Linked DNA regions of Macaca mulatta: region 1 is linked to region 2. The links are chromatin contacts, called in public Hi-C maps. All regions are on one chromosome and are shown on one strand. The core of a region is the stretch at or near the end of the contact, and the rest is flanking DNA. Distances in the headings are between cores, read along the strand shown. Region 1 has its middle 150 kb from the start of KIZ. Region 2 overlaps LOC144332029 (a long non-coding RNA gene).

What was found. Hi-C and Micro-C count contacts between places; a contact is called where the count stands out from the background.
Region 1: a Hi-C map of fetal cortex germinal zone shows a contact between it and region 2, with 4 times the contacts expected there. The contact joins two enhancer-like sites. A contact is called at or near these places in 2 of 14 Hi-C or Micro-C datasets (fetal cortex germinal zone and fetal cortical plate).

The regions. Positions count from the first base shown.
Region 1 is chr10:63,077,034-63,082,989 of T2T-MMU8v2.0, reverse strand. No RefSeq gene overlaps it. Among named protein-coding and RNA genes, the nearest start is that of KIZ, 150 kb to the right of the region's middle. Within about 2 kb of position 1,364, at least 2 of the 40 cell types and tissues checked have an H3K27ac peak or open chromatin away from gene starts, as enhancers often do. A contact at or near this core is called in fetal cortex germinal zone, where this site is marked.
Region 2 is chr10:62,950,677-62,956,575 of T2T-MMU8v2.0, reverse strand. It overlaps LOC144332029 (a long non-coding RNA gene), which reads right to left. Exons shown (of 3, transcript XR_013399732.1): 2 at 1-5,764. Among named protein-coding and RNA genes, the nearest start is that of KIZ, 28 kb to the right of the region's middle. Within about 2 kb of position 3,420, at least 11 of the 40 cell types and tissues checked have an H3K27ac peak or open chromatin away from gene starts, as enhancers often do. A contact at or near this core is called in fetal cortex germinal zone, where this site is marked.

The DNA.
Region 1 (5,956 bases), core at 115-2,614, 130 kb before region 2:
GAAAATAAAAACTACTACCTATTTTTTAAAAAAGGAATGCGAGAACTTATTTTTACTTTTTTATTCTGGCTTTTCCCATGATATTAGAGTGGAATAATATGCTATGATGTTTATGTATGAAAAACAGAATACACTTGCATATGTTATGAGGAAGAAAACTGCTTCTAGGAAAACGAACTTATTTTTTCTTTTTTTATATTTTAGGAAATGATTTATCAAAGTAACAAAATGACTCATTGGGGAAGCCGTGTTATCTATAAAAACAATCAGCATTTGACTTCCTTTCATTTTTATAAGGCTAATGTAACAAGGATGTTGCAGAGGCAAAAATGCACTCGAATCCTTTTAACCATATGAACACTTATGAATTTTATTGCAGCTCCTGTGTAACTACTTTATTTAACCAACTAAATAAAGCATGTACTTTTTAGAAATATTTAATGCTCAGCAACAAAAACTGTATCCAAAGAAAATGTGTATTTCCTACGTAATATCCGCCTTGCCTCGTAAATTCGTTAGAAAAAAATATACAAACATATCCAGAGAAATGCTTTGGGTTTTTTCTAAAGTCATACATGTTTGTGTAGAGAGGAATGGAACCATCTTCACACACAAATAGAAAGCGGAGATCTTCAGTGTTGGAGTTCAGAAAATGAAGAGAACTTATAAAAATGTACAGCTGGGAACGCCATTCCAGTGGATCTTCCCCACCACGAAGTTATTACTGTGTGAACAACGTTCATTAGCTTTACCAATATTGTACTTCTGTTTATCTGCCATTACCATCTTAACAAAGTAAATCATTCCTGTTCTTCCCAGGTCGCGTCTCCTCCCCCACCCTCTGAAAAACCAACATTTGTTACCCATAAACAGGGGGGACGCTCAGTGGTAAGTATAATAGCTTAAATTGAATTTTCCTTCGAATGATTTAGTGAATACTAGAACACATTTTTACTTTGTTGTTTAGACTCAAGAAGGCATAAAATCTCCGCAATCTATTTATCATGTAGTTATTTTAATGTAAACATGTGTCCGTTTAGATGAAGTGCTTTCATTATTAAGCTAATTCCAACGTGTCTCAGATAGACCATGAGAAGGGAGCCCAGCCCTGGCTGATGGGGAACCGAAACCTGCCTCCGCTCAGCCTGCTGTCAGATACGTCTTCATTAGTTTTTTGTCATTCACCGGTGGCAAATGCTGTATAAATGGAATGACGATCAGGCCCGCCTTGATAGCTTGTCTTATCTCATTAGTTTTCACATCAAAGTTAATCAGCAATGTGAATTGTAATTGCTAGAGGAGACAATGCATACATCGCTGGTTGCTTTCTCCCCCTCCCCTGTATGGCATCTTGAAACATCAGCAGGCTGGCTGGAGCAGATAGGCTCGGAAGGAAAATGATGTGGAAGGCATAATAAGCGAGCTGCTCAGAATTAATGAGCTAACCCAATAAGAAAAGAATGGCCAATCAATGTGAGTTGGGCAAATATAATTTAGAAATAATTGCTTGATTGGTTGCCTATAGTAGACTGATTTGACCACACACAAGGATTAAGAATTAAGATGTCAAGGCAAAAAATAATTTGGCAACTGAGGGCATGTAATTTTTTGTGTCCTTCCCTTTATGATTGAAAGAGATGGGTGTTTGATATGCGATTCGCCAGAATGAAAACATTAGACACCCTCTCGTTCTCTTTCTGTTCCTCTTACAATGCAGGCCCATTCAGAATACAATTGTGATACTCCTGGACAGGACGTGAAAAAGGTATGGATTGAGAGAGAGAGAGAGAGCGTGTATGTGTATGTGTGTGCGTTCCCATTTATCGCAGTTATGCCCAAAGGATGAATGGGTTGGTACACAAGGTGTTCGCATCTGCCCTGAGCTGCAACATCATTGGGAGGCATGGCAAAGTGAGAGATGTGGATATTTGCAAAATATGTCAATTGTATGTCCTCGGCCAAAGAGTTCTGCTCACATTCTACATGTTCCTAATGCAATTTTCCCCACAGCTATTCACCAATTAGTAGAGGGCCCTTGCTGTATTCTTCTGTCTAAACTATTGGGAAGGTTCAGCCAGAAGGTAAATTTGCTTTGATCTACATTACACCTAATTGAGTCACCAGCAATGTCTATCCCAACATCAAGAAATGTGAAAATGTTAGATTATTTCACTGGGGATTAAACCTAATTTTCGCGTGTTCTGCATTAACCTATTAGGCTGGCTAATCTGCATTGCTAATGTGGCTGAGGCAGCTGTCACAGCTAAAGAAAAACATGATCATGCAATCCTTGAATGAATGATTCCCGGCCTGATTAGTCTTAGTGAAGTTAGCTGAGCCCTGGTGATAAGGAAGGAAAATTCCCAGGTTGCCAATAGCTTTGAAAATTATCAGACTGTAGGCAAAAATATACCTCATGATTCACAGGCTTCGGTCCAAATACCGTGTTGAGTGACATTATTTAAGACTGACTAAGACTAACTCGAATTGTCACTCGCATAAATGTTTGTGTTTATTTTAAGGGACTAATGTAATGGATGCAGATTTAAATGTTAATAGACGCCAGCCAGACACATAAAACCACAGGCCTTGTTACCCTGTTGGTCTTTTATTAACATAGATTAAATTGTAATTTTTCTAGATAAATTGGCAAAATCAGAAAGATGCGTTGCACCCCAGAATGCTGATGAGGATGACTTTTGCAGGACTTCTGGTTTTTCGGGAGATGTGTGGATCACAGTAGCGGAAGTTTACACTTTCACTCCTCTCCTTCCTTATCAGTTTAGAAAAAAAAGAAGAAGAAGAAAAATAGGGGAAAAATGTGTTTCTAAGGAGGAAAATAGATTTCTGCAGCCCATTGACCGGAACCACTTTCTCTGTCTGTCCACTTAATTGAGAGGACTCGGCATGCATTTCTCCTCATCCCTGTACTTTGTTCACTCGGAGAAGGCTTTGCTGCAGTTTCAAGGCTTTGCGTGCTCCTCTCCTCTTGCTGTTGATTTCAACAGCAAGAGCGCCACCATGATGGGTACCCTTCAGATGTGGAAAGTGTTCAAGGGAGTTTGGTGGCTGCAAATAGAGCTGGGAGTCCATTTAATCCGATTAGCAGTTCCACAAAATGGGCCTGCTCAACCCATTGTGGACAGAAGCCTTTACTTTATTTGTTTCTATTAGCCAAGAATCAGTTATCAGAAAAGTGGAATTTTGCCCCATCAGATTGCCCAGACAATCAACAGAAAATAAATGAGGAAATAGTCTAATGTGTCAATATTTGTCTTTTGGCCCTAATTGTCCACAGAGGGAACTTGCTGAGTGTGCGAAGTTGGCAGCCTCGGTTTATCTGTGTACTCTTGATGGTTTTTCCCACTGTGTAGGCACCAGAGCAGCTACGTGTGCAGTAATGACATCTCAAAGGCCAACAGCACTGGCTGGAGAATAAAGGCGTTTTAAAGGTCTAAGAACACTGGATTGGAGAGCCAAGGAGAACCCTTGATGGATGAGGAGGAAGGCAGAGCCCAGCAAGTAGCAAGTCATTTGTGACCAGGTTTCCAATGCCGGAGTGAGGTAGAACAAAAGCACTGAAGGGACAGGAGCTTCCGTTCCTGCCCCAGTGCCAGCCTGTCTTTCCCGTTTCCCAGGAAGCTCAGCTGACTACAAGCCTATGGGGGTACAGCCCTCCTCTTATTTCTGTTGCCTCTTGTTAGTTGAGAAAAGTTAGGGTTTCAAATTGTTTTAGTCCCTCAAATTGCCTTTAAGGATAATGGTAATAAAATGATGCAAGCTACAATATTTGAGTATTCACTATGTACCAGATACTATTCTAGGCACCGAATATTTTCCCCCCAAGTCCCATGAGATGCTGCTATCATTAGGCCCATTTTACAGATGAGTCACTGAGACCCTGAGAATAGTTTGCCTAAATTCACTCAGTCAGTGGCCATAGAGCCACGCCTTGAACCTAGGCAGTCTCACAGGCTCTTCATTACCACTGGACCCCAAAGTCCAGGGTCAGGCCTAGAGAGCCAGTGTCTCCTTAAATTTTACACCTTAAGTACCCACCAGAGTCCCCTTCCTGGACACCTTCCTTCCTTTCTACTGACCTCTCCTTTGCCCCCTTGAAAAGCTCAAGACAGACACGGCCAGGTGTGGTGGCTCACGCCTGTAATCCCTGCACTTTGGGAGGCCCGGGCAGGTGGATTGCCTGAGGTCAGGAGATGGAGACCAGCTTGGCCAACATGGTGAAACCCCGACTCTACTAAAAATAAAATTAGCCGGGCATGGTGGCAGGCGCCTGTAATCCCCGCTAGTAGGGAGGCTGAGACAGGAGAATTGCTTGAACCTGGGAGGTGGAGGTTGCAGTGAGCTGAGACTGCACCATTGCACTCCAGCCTGGGCAACAAGAGTGAAACTCCGTCTCAAAAAAAAAAGAAAAAGAAAAGAACAGCTCAAGACACAACAATGGCAGAAATTGTGCACAAGCCCATATCACACAGTCCCATTGACTAAGTGTTTTCAATAACACAATCCCACTCAGTTTTCACAGAATCTTTTCACTGAAGGTGGGACAGAAATTTTGATTATCCAGGCCTCCTTTAGGCCTCTCAGACCATAGTGACACTTGAGCCCCGAGTCAGCAGAGATCGCTGCCAAAGAGTCACGCTTCAGCAACTTATCTGGACCGTGGACAATGGCGTGAACTGACCCTTTTCCCCTTGCTCAGTTGAAAGGTGCCCTCCCCTCTGGTTCGCTGAGATGAGCCGTGGCTCCTGATTCATTCCGAGAAGACAGCAATTGGATCTAATCATGGAGCACAACGCACGCTGGATGGGCCATCAGCGCAGAGCCATAATCTCTGCCTGGAGTGAGTTCTTCCATAACTCCAGCCCATTGCACAAAATTGACGGGCTCTTTTCTTTGTGGCTGGATCTGATAGCATTCCGGGAAGTCTTTGTACCGCTTTATATCACAGGATCACTATACCTGTGTGGGAATGTTAACAAAACTATGGTTATGAAATACTGATATTATCTTTTAGTAAATTAAATCTGCCTTTCCTACGAATAGTGGAGTTTAAGAAAGCTGAGACAAATTCTTTTTTCAAAAAACATTTCTTTGAATTCTGTATTACTCACACGTAGGTTATTTTCTCTTTCTGGCAATTCTACTGGGCCCATTCCTCTCTAATAATGTGACATGGTGTCATCACAAGACCAAACATCTTTCTGACCTCCCATAATAGCTTCTCAGTGACACAGGTGAAGGTCATTCCCATTTGCATGGCCCTCAATACCTGCTGAACACCCAGGAAGTGCCAGCAATGTTTGACAAGCATATCAGTCTCCTATTGCTGCTGTAACCCGTTACCACGTGTTTAGTGTCTAAAAATAATTCAAATAAATTTTCTTACAGTTCTGCAGGTCAGAAGTTCAAAATGGGTCTTAAAAGTATCAGCTGGACTGGTTCATTCCAAGAGACTCCAGAAGAGTCCCTCCCTTGCCTCTTCCAGGGTTTAGAGGCTGCTAGCATTCCTTGGCACCAGGCCACATCACTCCAACCTCTGCTTCTACCTCTGCTTCTGTCCTCATGTCACCTTCTCCCGCTATGATGTCCTACCTCTCTCTCGTTAGGATCTTTTTGATTATATCGAGCCCACCCAGATAAACCAGGATCATCTCCCTATCTCAAGATCCTTAACTTGATCCCATCTGAAAAGTCCCTTTGACCATAGAAGGTAACATGCATAGTTCCAGTAATTAGAACATGGGCACTGGGGGAGGAGGGGGCAAGTTATTCAGCCTACAACATGCAATTGATCTTGGGAAGAGAGGCAAAGTGCTCATCATTCATTTATTCATTCATGCATTCGTCCAGCTGCAAATATGAGTTTGTGGGCGTCATGTTCAGCCCCAGGACTGCAGCAGAGAGCAGGGCAGTCTTCCCGTTGTGAAGCATGAGA
Region 2 (5,899 bases), core at 2,171-4,670:
GTAAGGTGGTACTTTGGATTTTTCCCCCCAACAATTTCCTGTTAGGCTCAACAAACCTCCCTCCAAATGCAAACCTCAGTCTCAGTTAGTAGACTGTGTTGAAAATACATGTCTAATCACCAAAAAAGCCAAGCATTTATCAGGATAAGCCTTCCAAACGCATCAACTTTAATGGTATCCAGACGGCTTTTCTGGAGAGGGCTCATTAGTTTAGAAAAAAAAATTCTCAACATTTCCATGTTCTGTAGCTTTACTTCCATAGTCAAAAATATAATCCAAGCTCCTTGCCTTCTTGTTTAGTAGCCATTTTTTGCCCATATACTGCCTTGAAAAATAGTCAAACAAATGTAAAGAAGATAAATATCAAGCATAAATGAACTAGCGCCAAAGGGGATAGGCTCTGTACATAAAAATGAGCAACACCAGTGGCTGCAGATTAAGAAATTGAATATGTTGGTGTTTAAAATTAGAATGCTTCCCCAAAGGATTGAAAATGTTCCATTTAAGAAAAGAAATGTTTTCAAATCATTCTGCTGACTAGAGGAGTCTGAATCAAAGTCAGAAATTAATAATAGGATGCAGACAGAGACCCCCAATCATAAATAACAGAGACGATTTTTATATGTGTAAAAGCCTGCATGGCCCAGCAGTGTCTATAGTTCTATGGGGAAAAAAACTAATGAAATGCAAGAAGAAAATGTTAAAAATAGAAATGAATGTGCCCGGTAGAAATGCTATTGTCATACTCTTGTGACACAATGTCTTCTTTTCTGGAAAAGTAATTCTTCCATTGAGCCCAGGCAAGCATTGTATTCATTGTAAAGTTGTATATTTAAACCTGTAGTCTGAAGGGTTTGTCTGTATTTAAAGCGCAATGCTACCGGGGCTCATTAGAGTACCAGGACAAAGCTCTAGCATATTACTGCTTTGACACTTCTCAGAACTCCTAGGTAGTTTTCAGTGGCTTCAAGTACTTAGATTGTCAGCAGTATAGGAAATAGAAAGTAGAATATTGAATGGGTGAGGTGTATACATCAAACATGTAGGAATGTATAGACAGAGAGATAAAGATCCTCCTCAAACATCCTATTATATTGCAGAGGGTGCAGAAAAATTCCAGGGTAAACACAGGCTTGGAGTAAACAGAGTTGCAATGTGCAGGTTGCACGAATTAGAGCATCCTGAGTCTCATTCAAGATCAAATCGTTCCTTTCTAGACTTTTTAGCAGGAACAGGCTCTGCTCTGGGTAACAGAAAGATTTAAGAACATAATCGCAGCCATGAAATCTTTAGTGTAAAGACAAGAAGAGCAAGGGGTAAGTGTTTAAATTCAGGCCTGTTTTAACAACACAATGGCCTCATCCTACAAGTGCCTCCTTTCCAGTTTGGGCCAACTCAATGCTTTGGCTGAATCTGTGTGCCCTCTCCACGGTTTTGGATGAATCTGTGCTTTCTGGGAAGTTGCTATCAGGATGAGGGTGCACTGGCTGAGGGTAAAGATAGGAAGGAAGGAAGGACAGTGGTCAGGAGGAGGATAGCCCCAAGCCAGGCAGGACAATATCCAGCCAAAATAATTTACCCTGCTTTCTGCTAAACGCAATTTATTTTCTTGTATTTACATTTGAAATAAACAATACCTGCATGTGGGGAGAAAAGTGAAAGATTCAAGAAATAACACAGCAGAAAGTTGGTCTCCTTGTAGCCCACCTACTTTGGTTCCTTCCCAGTGGCAACTGTGAGCCTTCCTTGCAGATATTTCCATGCACAAATTGTCACTCAATTTAAATATATGACCTTGAAAAACACAGCTCCCCATCCCTATCCAGCCCCTGCCAGCACCCAGGTCTTCTCTTCCCCTTCAGGTCATTCTTCACCCAGCCCACTCCCCAACGTATTTCTTCATCTTGGGGTACCTGACAGACGACCTGCTGACACCCTGATGACTCAGGCGCGCTTCTTTTTATATATATATATGGGTTAGAGTTATTACTTAATGATAATTACTTATTTTACACATTGTCGTCTGCTGATGTTTAAAAGATAAGAAGACATTTGTCAGGGCGGGCGCCTGAGGCTCTCAGAGGACTCCGGGAGACCCTGCCAAAACGTTTCCAAACTGAATAGTCATTGGGCTGCCAGATAATTCAGAAACTATTTGTATGAGCTGTTTATCAAATTATTAACCGCACAGATGTTGTTTGGCTGAAGAGCAGCTGAATCCCCTCTCTGGCAGCCGCGGAGACAAAGGTCTCCAGGAATAATTGGAGATGTGCATGGAATATTAAATTAATTTACTGCTCTTAATTCTTATGCAAATTCTGACCTCCGATGGCGCCTATCAATTACCCCGCGCGCAGTGAAAGCGAAAGCGACAGTTTCTTTTCTTCTCTTTGCTTTTTTTTTTTTTTTTTTTTAAGAACTCGAAGAAGGAAATATTTGCGATAAGCAGGCGGTAGTAGCACTTCGTAACTGGAATTATTTAATTGAATCTTCAAGTTTTTAGGGATGTCCGTAGAGGATAAAACCCCAGTGCTCAGGGGAGAGGGTGGGAGAGTATAGGGGGCGGAGGAATTTGTTGGTTTGACTGCACACCTGTGGTCGGCGAGAAAATACCAGCCACGAGCAGGGACCAGTGATGTCAAATAAAACATTGGCTTGTAGGCGGACGCGGGCCTTGGGAATCGCGCTACCTCAGCGTTAGCCCCGGGTTTCACCGAAGCCTGCGATTAGAAGGGAGTCGCGTTTCCGCAAACTGCATCGCTAGGGGCCTGGCGTGGAAGGGCCTCTGCGCGACTTTCCTCCATCGCTGCCTACAAGGGAGGCTCTGGCTTCCGTTTACTTATTTTTTGGGGGATTTTAACCTTAGAAAGTTCCTGCTTTTACAACCGCTAAACCCCAAAACATTTTTTTTCTTTTTGTTCTTTGTGAAACCAAACCACTATGCTGTGCGTTCATGTTCAACTCTATTGAAATCCCGGGCGGGCCGAAATAAGATTTAATTGCCTCCTGCGTGAGGAAGTGACACCCACTTTTCCCCCTGAATTGAGCAAACACCAGGGCTTTGTCTGAGCTTGTGGCTTAAACGCCGTGCGGTTTCTGCACCCAGTTGGGGGGGGCGGGTTGTAAGACCGGAGGTCTCCAAGTCTTTCATCATGTTTCTAATAAGGAAAACCAAATCGGGCCCATAATGTCATCAGCCCCGGCCCGACCTCGCCGGGACCTCTGCAGCCCGATGATGTCGCCAGCGGCCCCGACGCAGCCACTACGCGCCGCCTTTCAGCTCCTTGCCGTCCCCACAAAAGCCAGACAACAATATCAATTAATCATGCAGCGGGCAAACAAGGAGATTTACCCCGCGACAAACAGCCCCACCGAGAGCCGCTGAATGGGCGTGATTAGCATGTGAAAAGGCGAGCAAAACTCCGCGGTTCAACAGCTAAAGAGCAATTTGATGGGGCTGGGATGGGGAAATTACTTGATTAGCTTCCGTCGGAGGAGAACACGGTTACAGCCCCTCGGCCGGGAATCCGACTGGGGAACAAAACGCGCTGGTAAACACGGCGACGTGCGGGGAGCGCGGGCGAGGGAGGGAGCGCCGGGACCGGCATCGAGAAGTGATCGGGGTGGGGGCAGAAATAGCTGACATAAGGGCTGACCCGCTAGCCCCAGCCAAACCCCGACCACCCTCACCTAGGGTTCCTGGGCCGGGATCGGGCGGAACGAAGACTTCACCCAGAGCTGGAGGTCGACCTTAATTTAAAGCGCTGCCCCGGCTCTGGCCCAGAAAGACAGTGAGAGGCGCGTGCTGGGGGAAAGGCCCACCCACGCTGTCCCTGGAATCCCCTCCAGTGTCCCCAGGGACGCAGTCTGCCGCCGCCAGCTCCAGGGACTCGGGCCTCAGGTTGGAGCAGCCTTGCGAGCGGCTCGGCAGTTCCACCGCGTAGCTCAGCGCTTCCGTTTGCGCAGGCAGCTAACTGTGGAGCCGGGCAAGACGTGTTTTCCAGCTCCTTCGAATTTAACCGCCCAGTTCCTGCCTCCTGGAAAAGCTGCCTCGATTGGGCTTGGGCTTGGCCTTGGGCAAGAAAGGGTTCCTCGGTTGCGCCACCGTGGGGACGTAGGTGGGAGATGGAACACAGCCCCCTAGCTGCGTGCAGGGGCCAGAGGCTCGCGGGGGCACGCGGGGGTGGGTCGGGGCGGAGTGCGCTCGGGGTGAGGGCGCGACCGCCTGGGGGCAGGGGCGGTGATGGAGCAGCTCCGGGCTCTGCCTAGGCTCGACTGAACAGCCCCAGGCCGGCCTTGGATCTTTGGAGGCGGATACGCAAGGCCAGATCTGGCGGCGTGGCCGGCTGGGCATCGCGGTATCTTCCCCAGCCCTGGAGGGCCGTGCTGAAGGCCCACGGCCAAGGTTTTGCTTTAGGTATACTTGGGCCTCGCAATTGAGCTGTTTGCGAACAGAAACCCGAATCGCCAAGGAGCAGCGCGGCTCAGCGTCCCCACTTCAAGGCCAAGTGGAGAGTGAAGACACGCTGAGTCCCCTGCTACCTATCATGCCATCTTAAGCGGGCAGCGACACCTTACCCGGAAAAGACCCTGGAGCCAAAGCCTGCGCCTACACCAGAGAGGGGAATTTAAGTTTCCCACTCTCGACGTGTCTGGAACCTTCCCTGTAGCCGCGTACCCAGAACCCCCTGCTCCCTGGCTCCTCCCAGTGTCAAGGAAGGGGAAAGACTCCCACCCTGTCCCCAAAGTCTCAGACTAAGTCGCTCCAGGTCACGGGACCCACTAAGAGGGCCTTTCCAGCTCATGTTCCGAAGAGGGGGGCAGCGGCGACCCTTCGGGATCTGGAGAGAAAGAATTTAACGCGGCCTTCCTGAAGTACATTCACACAAATATAAGAAAGACTTCAACGCACAGAATCGCCAAAGCCCTTGCCGTCTTAAATAAATCCTGCCCCTTGGCACAGAAGAACGGAGAACCAAGGAGCCAACTCCTATTTTATAAGAGAAAAAGCGGGGGGAGGGAGGAAGGGAGTGGGTAGCCCCCACTGAGCGTAACAATTGTCACTCAGTTGAACAGTGTCAATTAACAAACCGCAGCTCTGGCTGACTTCAAAAGGCTTAATTCTTTTTGAAATGTCTGTGGTGATGAGTGTGCAGCGAACCCCAGCTCGCCGGTTGCCGCTCACCCCGCTCGCCTCTCCCTCTGGACTCGGTGCTGAAGCCCCAGTGCGCCTCCCTCCTCTTCTGTCCGCAGCTGTACCCGGAAGCCCTGACTCTCGGCTTGGCGCCTGTGCTGAGAGCGGAGAAGGACGTCGCGGCCGGCAGGCCTGGAGGGCGCATTGGTGTGCAGAATGTAGCGGCTGATCTGGCCCTGGGAACCCCAGACCCGCGAAGCTGGAGGGCGCACTCCCCCGCCGCCGAGCCCCAAACCCGCTGCGCTGTCCAAACGTTCCAACGCTGCAAGCAATGTGGCCGGACACACCGAAATGCGTGTCTCGCACACCCGCCCATCTTTCTCTGCTCAACACGAAAGCGCCTTGTGGCTCGAAGCGCTTCCTTGGGGTGGCTGGGGCTGTGCATTTGAATTCCAAAGTCAAGAGGTTGAATCACCTCAAAGTTGGCGGGTGGAGGGGGCGGTGGCAGGGAACTAGGTGGCTGGATGCCTTTGCTTGCGGGGTGGCAGGGCTGTTCCTACGAATAGCCACGGCTCGGGGCTGGCTTTGTAGATATTTTTCCAAGTTCTGCCCGGTGCCCATCATATTGCCCTGAAAAGCAAAAGAGGCTGCTGCAATTTATTCCAATGGGCGGTTTTTAAGAAGCTGGCAATTTGAACCGGCTGGGTGTTATTTAGTGCAATATGAAATCAAATGATCCTATTTCTCAAATAACAGTGTCTGTGA